Linked DNA regions of Mus musculus: region 1 is linked to region 2. A link is a contact called in public HiChIP or PLAC-seq data. All regions are on one chromosome and are shown on one strand. Each heading gives the region's core, a stretch centred on a gene start, on an enhancer-like site or on the middle of the called end of the contact. The rest is flanking DNA. Distances are from core to core; before and after follow the strand shown.

Region 1 (3,236 bases), core at 170-2,669, 120 kb before region 2:
CATATCATATGTGAACTTGGTGGCCAAGAAGAGGACTTTAAATCCCTTGGGACCAGAGTTACAGATGGTTGCAAGTCATTGTGTAGGTTCTAAGAGTCCTGCAGGAACAAGTGCTCTTAACTGATGAACCAACTCCCCATCCCTCTCTTTGTTTTCTTGAGACAGAACTTGTGACTTGGGTCACAGTTCTCTGGGATGTGTGTAACTTTTTGAAGTACAGATGGTCTCTGGGATCGAGCCTTCAACCTGTGGGCTCTCATGCCAACTGTAGGTAGTCACTCTCGGAACTGAATTGCATCGTAGGCACCAGCTGGTGTTGGAGAATTGGTTGGCATGGGAAATGCACGTACACACATTTGCTATTGGATGGATAAGGGTTCTCTGGGTAGAAACATTTGGGGGAGGGTGCATTTTGGCAAGAAGGCATTTTTAAAAATTAACTAACTTATTTCTGGCCCTACCTGTGCTCCTGACAGTGTAGATAAGGAAGAGACATGCGTAAAGTACTGAATTGGCTATTGGTATAGTATTTTGCTTTAAAAAAAAAAAAGAAGGGAAAAAAAGTGTGTGTGTGTGTGTGTGTGTGTGTGTGTGTGTGTGTGTGTGTGTGTGCGCAGGGAAAATAGTGTGAGCGCACCTCCAACCGGGAGACAATGTTTGTCTAAACTTGGGTCTTTGTCTCTATAGCATGCCACCCCCAACCCCTGCTGTCCAAGTGAGGAGGTGGGGCTTTTTAAGTCAGTTGTGATGTGCTTTTGAGCACAACATGGGGGGAAGAGACCCCACAGTCTGTTTAGCTCTCCTCATGAAAAATACAAGCTGGGTTTTGACTGAATGACAAAAGGCAAGCTTCGGAGGGAGCCAGGAAGCATAGTAAAGACCGTGACTCTCTGCAAATGTGCACAGCCCAAACAGCTCTTTCCAGTCTGGAAAAAATGAAGAGATGTGTCTGTGTCTGTGCGAAGCCAGCCAAGGCTCGGCCCCTCCTCCCGGGCTCCTGCCCCACCCCCACCTTCTGGCAAAGCCTCCCACCCTACCCCAGACGTGCAGTCATAGCTTTCATCCTGTGTGACTTGTAGTTGCCCAGGAAATAACATTGCCCAGGCTCTGGGGACATGCACTAGCCACTCCCAGGCCGCTTTCCGGGATATCTGTCTGGGTGGGGTTTGCCTGGCATCCCTGACCTTGGCTAAGGCTGGCTCTCGGCAGGGTTGTGTGGAAGGTGAAGTTGGTTCCGTCTTCTCTATGGTTTACTTTCTGCTCCCGCCTACCCCCTTTTCCCTTCCTCCTTTGCCTTTGAAACAACCTTTATCTCATTTCTACTTCTGTGCATTGGTGCTTGGAAGGAGACGAGCCAAAGGTGAGAGTGTAAAAGCATTCACAGTGAGTAAAAGTGGGCTGAGAAGGCTCCCATCCAGACGGGGAAGCAAACTTGGTCGGTGCTGCATCTCTATATTGGAGAGTCCTGTAAGGTCTGGTTCAGCACCGAGTGTAGGCATTACATTTGCATAACGATTACTGTGCTCTTTGGATGGTCGTCCCAGGGATGGTAGATTAATAAGGCACCAAGGCACCCAGGCCCCTGGAAATGACAAATCCAACCTGAGTGCTGGGTTCTGGGTGCTGCGAAGAGCCCTGGAATTGGGATCAGGGATTTTAATTGGTTGAAGGTTGAATAGGAAATGTCTGTGTTCCTCCCTGATGGAACCACAGCTCCTAGTTCAAGCCTCTTCAGACAGGTAACTGTGTGTCAGTGGGTGCATGTGTGAAAGAGCCGATAACCCTAGGTACTTTTCTTCCTTAGACTTCAGTTTCCTGTATAATAAAATTTAAAACTGGGCATGGTAATATATGCCTATAATCTTAGCCAGTGGGTGATTGAAGCAAGAAAATCGGAAGTTCAAGGTCATCTACGACTTTGAGGGATGAAGGTTGGCTTGGACATACTGAGATGCTGTCACAATAATAGTGCAAAGTGGGTGTGTCATATGGCTCAAGGAACTATGTTGATAACCCTCAGGAAGCGAAGGCAGAGGGATCCAGGAGTTGAAGGCCAGCCTCATCTCCGTGTGCTAGTGGGGTGCAGTAGTAGAAGAAAATGCCCAGGCGGGCATGGTGGTGCACGCCTTTAATCCCAGCACTTGGGAGGCAGAGGCAGGCGGATTTCTGAGTTCGAGGCCAGACTGGGGTACAGAGTGAGTACCAGGACAGCCAGGGCTATACAGAGAAACCCTGTCTCGGAAAAGAAAGAAAGAGAGAGAGAGAGAGAGAGAGAGAGAGAGAGAGAGAGAGAGAGAGAGAGAGAGGAAAGAAAGAGAGAAAGAGAGAAAGAAAGGAAGAAAGAAAGAAAGAAAGAAAGAAAGAAAGAAAGAAAGAAAGAAAGAAAAAAGGAAAGAAAGAAAGAAAAAAGGAAAGAAAGAGAAAGAAAGAAAGAAAATGCCCGAATGTCCTTTGTAAATGGGATCTTAATAGTCAGTTTGTCTTAGAGTCTGCTTTTGTTTGGTTGCATCAAGGTTTCCTGCATCTTCTGCTGGCCTTGACCTTACTAGGAACCAGGAATGACCTTGAACTCCTGAGTTTCTTGCCTCTGTTTCCCAAGTGCTGGAATTAGAAGATTTTCACACCTTGCTTCTATGATGTGTGTGTGTGTTTGTGTTTGTTTGTGCACGTGCTACTATAGAACAGATCTCACAATCCTGCCCCTGCCCCTGCCCCTGCCCCTTGAGTGTCAGGCATGACAGTTGCGACTGTTGGGCCACCATGCCTGACTCAGAAGAGATATTTTTTTTTTATTGAGGAGTTGGGGTTTCAACACAAGGTTTCTCTGTGTAGCCTTGGCCGTCCTGGAATTCACTCTGTAGAGCAGGCTGGCCTCCAATGCAGAGATCCACATGTCTCTGCCTCCCAAGTGCTAGAATTGAAGGTGTGAGCCACCACCACCCTGCTGAGAGAGGTTTTTTAAAATGCTTTTAGCTAAGTGTTTTTTTAACTTGAGAATGTTCTCAGCCTTGGCTGATGACCACTACCATGCTGGCTCTAGACCTGGACCCAGAAACCCCCCCCCCCAATCCCTCCCAGGTAGAACTTGCCTTAGCTAAAGCAATAGAATGTCCTCAAATGCTGGAGGACCCACCCTCCAGGTCTTTCTCAGCACCATCTCCCTACCTGATAGACTCTTCTTCCCTCTTCCCTATCCTGTCCCAGTGTATCGTTCAGTCTAGGATACAATCTCAGCT
Region 2 (3,263 bases), core at 698-3,197:
AAAGGTAGATTTCTTATCGTCTTTTTTATTATGGTTATATATGGTTATTATGGCAGAGGTAGAGGCTGAGGCGGGCAGATCTCTTGAGTTTGAGGCCAGCCTGAGTTCCAGGACAGCTAGGGCTACACAGAGAAATTCTGGCTCCTAACAGACAAGCAAACAAACAAACAAACAAAAATGTAAATGCATTTGTGTCCAACAGAATGGCTGGAAGTTGTTGCTCAGTTGTAGACATCAAACCTAGACCCCTTCTTCCACTAACAGAGCAAGTATTAGCAGATGGTGACCATCCTAACAAAAAGACATGGGATTTGGCCCTCCATATATTGCCTTTCTCTCTTGCAGTATTGCTCAGCTCATAAAACAAATGAAGCATAGTCATAAAGGCACAACCACTGCAGCCTTAGTACAGTAACAGCTCGGTGCCTCACTGCTACACAGTTTCAGCTGGTTCTGTTACAGCTGCGTTTGTTATGTTTGTGAATATAAGGAAAAAGCTCCCACATAGGTAATACCGCAGGAGCCATAGGTAGAACATATGGGCTGTTTTCTGAGACCACTTCTGGGGAATGTCAGGAAATAGAACAGGAAAAGCAAGAGTTGGATTCATGCAGTAACTGCTATTACTCAGTAGAGAGCCTTCTGCCCTGAATGAAAGTGCAAATACCTTTAAGAGCTCATGTATTCTGAAACCAACCTAAGCTTTGGTTTTTCTTTTCTTTTTCTTTTTTTTTGGGGGGGGTGAAAACATGAAAAATTGTGATTAGGGAGGTATGTAAAGCCACGTACATTTGGTTCTGATTTAAAGTTAGACTATTAAAAAGACCTGTTACTCTAAATAATACCTTTAAAAGGCTCTAGTTTTATGGTTTTTGTGCTTTTTTTAACATTAAGGAAACTATTAGTACTAGTGAACCACTTTATTACTTCATCTAGATTTAATTAAAGGGAATCATTTTATGTAGTTATTCTAAAAGATTTCATATTATTTCTATCTTAAACATTTTTACATACTTTAGAGAACATTTAATTTCCTCCACATTTATCCCCAAATAATTATCTAACAGGAACCATTTGATGTAACTTTTAGGTTTGGGACTAATGTGTGAAACTGTATATAGTTTAAAATGTGTGTTGCCTAGGGAGTAAATCAATAGCTAAATAAAATAACCCTTCATTTTCATAATTGTTTCTAAAGAAAACTCATCCAGCAATAAAGGTATTACTAATAGAATATTGCATTTCTAAGCTGTGAACTAGTTCAAAACAAAAGCAGATCTTTTTAGCCTTAATTTATAAAGAAAAATAAATAAAGGTGTCCCTCAGCTCTCATATTTGAAACTGGGCCAAGTGAAGCTTTGGGAGGATTGTGAGCTCACGGCCACGAGCATGCTACAGCCTTACTCAGAAAACCATGAGAGACCAGAATGGGATATACTTTCAAAGGTTTTTGTCCTAAGACATCACCAGCATAAAGGGTAACATTCTTTAAATCCCTGCTAAATATTTTTAAAATAATTTATATAAATCAGATCCTTGTGATTCATTACAGAAAAGAAGATCAAATCGACAAATTAAGAGGAAAAAATATGCAGAAGATGCAGAAGGAAAGCAATCTGAAGAAGAAGTGAAAGGCAGTCTGAGAGTTAAGAGGAACTCGGCTCCTCCGCCTGGAGAGCAGCCTCTGCAGCTGTTTGTGGTAAGACTAAGCCCGAGCCAGCCACCAGGAACTCAAGAGCCCTTGTTTCCTGGGCTTCCTTGTCTAACTCAGCACCAGAGTCTGTATTTCTACTTTTACTTTTTCTCTTATGCACTGTGAGCCAAACATTCAGCCACTGTCAGTTTGATTTGAAACCTCAGGCAAATGTTTATCTTGATTAGCTCGAGGCTCCAGTTGGCCGCAAAAGCGGTGATAGTAGAGGTTTTGAAATGAAGGAGCGCAGCATGGTTAGTAGTGGCCATGCAGATGATGTCAGGGCAGTGAGAATAAGACTTGTTTCTCGTTCCTGACATTTCACATAGTGCTCAATGTGAATGCATTCTTGTTTGTTAAATGACAACCTTTTGAGAATATATTCATTCCATCATAGATTTTTCCCTCTTTCTCCTAGGAAAATCCAAGTGAAGAAGATGCTGCAATTGTAGACAAAATACTAGCTTGTAGGACTGTAAAAAAGGAAGTAAGTCATGGTACATTATACCTTACATGGTGTAGTTTCTGCCCTGCTTGAATCACAGTTGTTCATTTTAATGTTTTAGGTATCACCTGGAGTTATGCTTGATATAGAAGAATTTTTTGTAAAGTACAAAAATTAGTAAGTATTTAAATTAAAAATTATGGTGTAACATTATGATGTTTAGTTAAATATAAATTATCTAACTTGTAAGTATATTGAGTTACAATTAATATACTTGCTTTTTAAAAAGATTTACTTATTATATGTGAGTACACTGTAGCTGTCTTCAGACACCCCAGAAAAGGGCATCAGATCTCATTACAGATGATTGTGAGCTATCATGTGATTGTTGGGATTTGAACTCAGGACCTTCAGAAGAGTAGTCAGTGCTCTTAAGCACTGAGCCATCTCTCCAGCCATACATTTTCATTTTATTTACATTTTAATAAAAATTTGTATTATTTATAATTTCAAGAACTCAATCATTAAAAAGTAAAAAAAAAAAGTTGTATTTGAAATCTTTTGTCACCAGGCAGCGGTGGCACACACTTTTAATCCCAGCACTTGGAAGGTAGATTCAGGCAGGTCACTGAGTTTGAGGCCAGCCTGGTCTATAGAGCTGGTTCCGGAACAGACAGGGCTGCACAGAGAAACCCTGCTTCTAGAAACAAAAAGATAGAAAGAAAGAAAAAAAGGAGGAAGGAAGGAAAACCTCTCATGTTAAGATTGAATATTTGAAATTATATGAACATGCAAGAATATTATAAAATATGATTTTATAAACTATAGGTACTTATCCCCTTTCTGTTTTGAGCTCTTTAGGTGTTATTATGTTTATACACAACAACTGATCTTTCGGTTGCTGTGTCAGATGTATTCATTGATGACTTCACTTTAAGGTTTTCCATTTTTACCTTGGTTAAATCAGTGGAGTGACCAGTTGTGAGGAAGTGGATTCCTTTTGTATAGGTTCCAGCTTTTCTTCATACATTGACTAACTCTTTCAAAAAAAATTGTGTGGGTTTTAATGCACATGACTTTGATCGTGACAAAAATCAGTATAATAAAAAATAAGTCATGTTGTAG

Evidence for each region. HiChIP or PLAC-seq counts read pairs in DNA pulled down with a chosen protein or histone mark.
Region 1: an H3K4me3 HiChIP or PLAC-seq map of microglia shows a contact between it and region 2, with 5 times the contacts expected there. The contact joins two enhancer-like sites. A contact is called at or near these places in 4 of 115 datasets of contacts at active chromatin or transcription factors (bone marrow-derived macrophages, embryonic basal ganglia and microglia) and 3 of 9 other capture datasets (adipose tissue, liver and pancreatic islet).

What each region holds. Positions count from the first base shown.
Region 1 is chr8:90,853,817-90,857,052 of GRCm38.p6, forward strand. The region is part of intron 2 of Chd9 (chromodomain helicase DNA binding protein 9); the gene reads left to right. Among named protein-coding and RNA genes, the nearest start is that of Chd9, 27 kb to the left of the region's middle. Within about 2 kb of position 1,420, at least 83 of the 459 cell types and tissues checked have an H3K27ac peak or open chromatin away from gene starts, as enhancers often do. A contact at or near this core is called in adipose tissue and microglia, where this site is marked.
Region 2 is chr8:90,975,369-90,978,631 of GRCm38.p6, forward strand. It overlaps Chd9 (chromodomain helicase DNA binding protein 9), which reads left to right. Exons shown (of 40, transcript NM_177224.2): 6 at 1,553-1,699; 7 at 2,112-2,180; 8 at 2,260-2,315. Among named protein-coding and RNA genes, the nearest start is that of Gm39221, 82 kb to the right of the region's middle. Within about 2 kb of position 1,948, at least 94 of the 459 cell types and tissues checked have an H3K27ac peak or open chromatin away from gene starts, as enhancers often do. A contact at or near this core is called in adipose tissue and microglia, where this site is marked.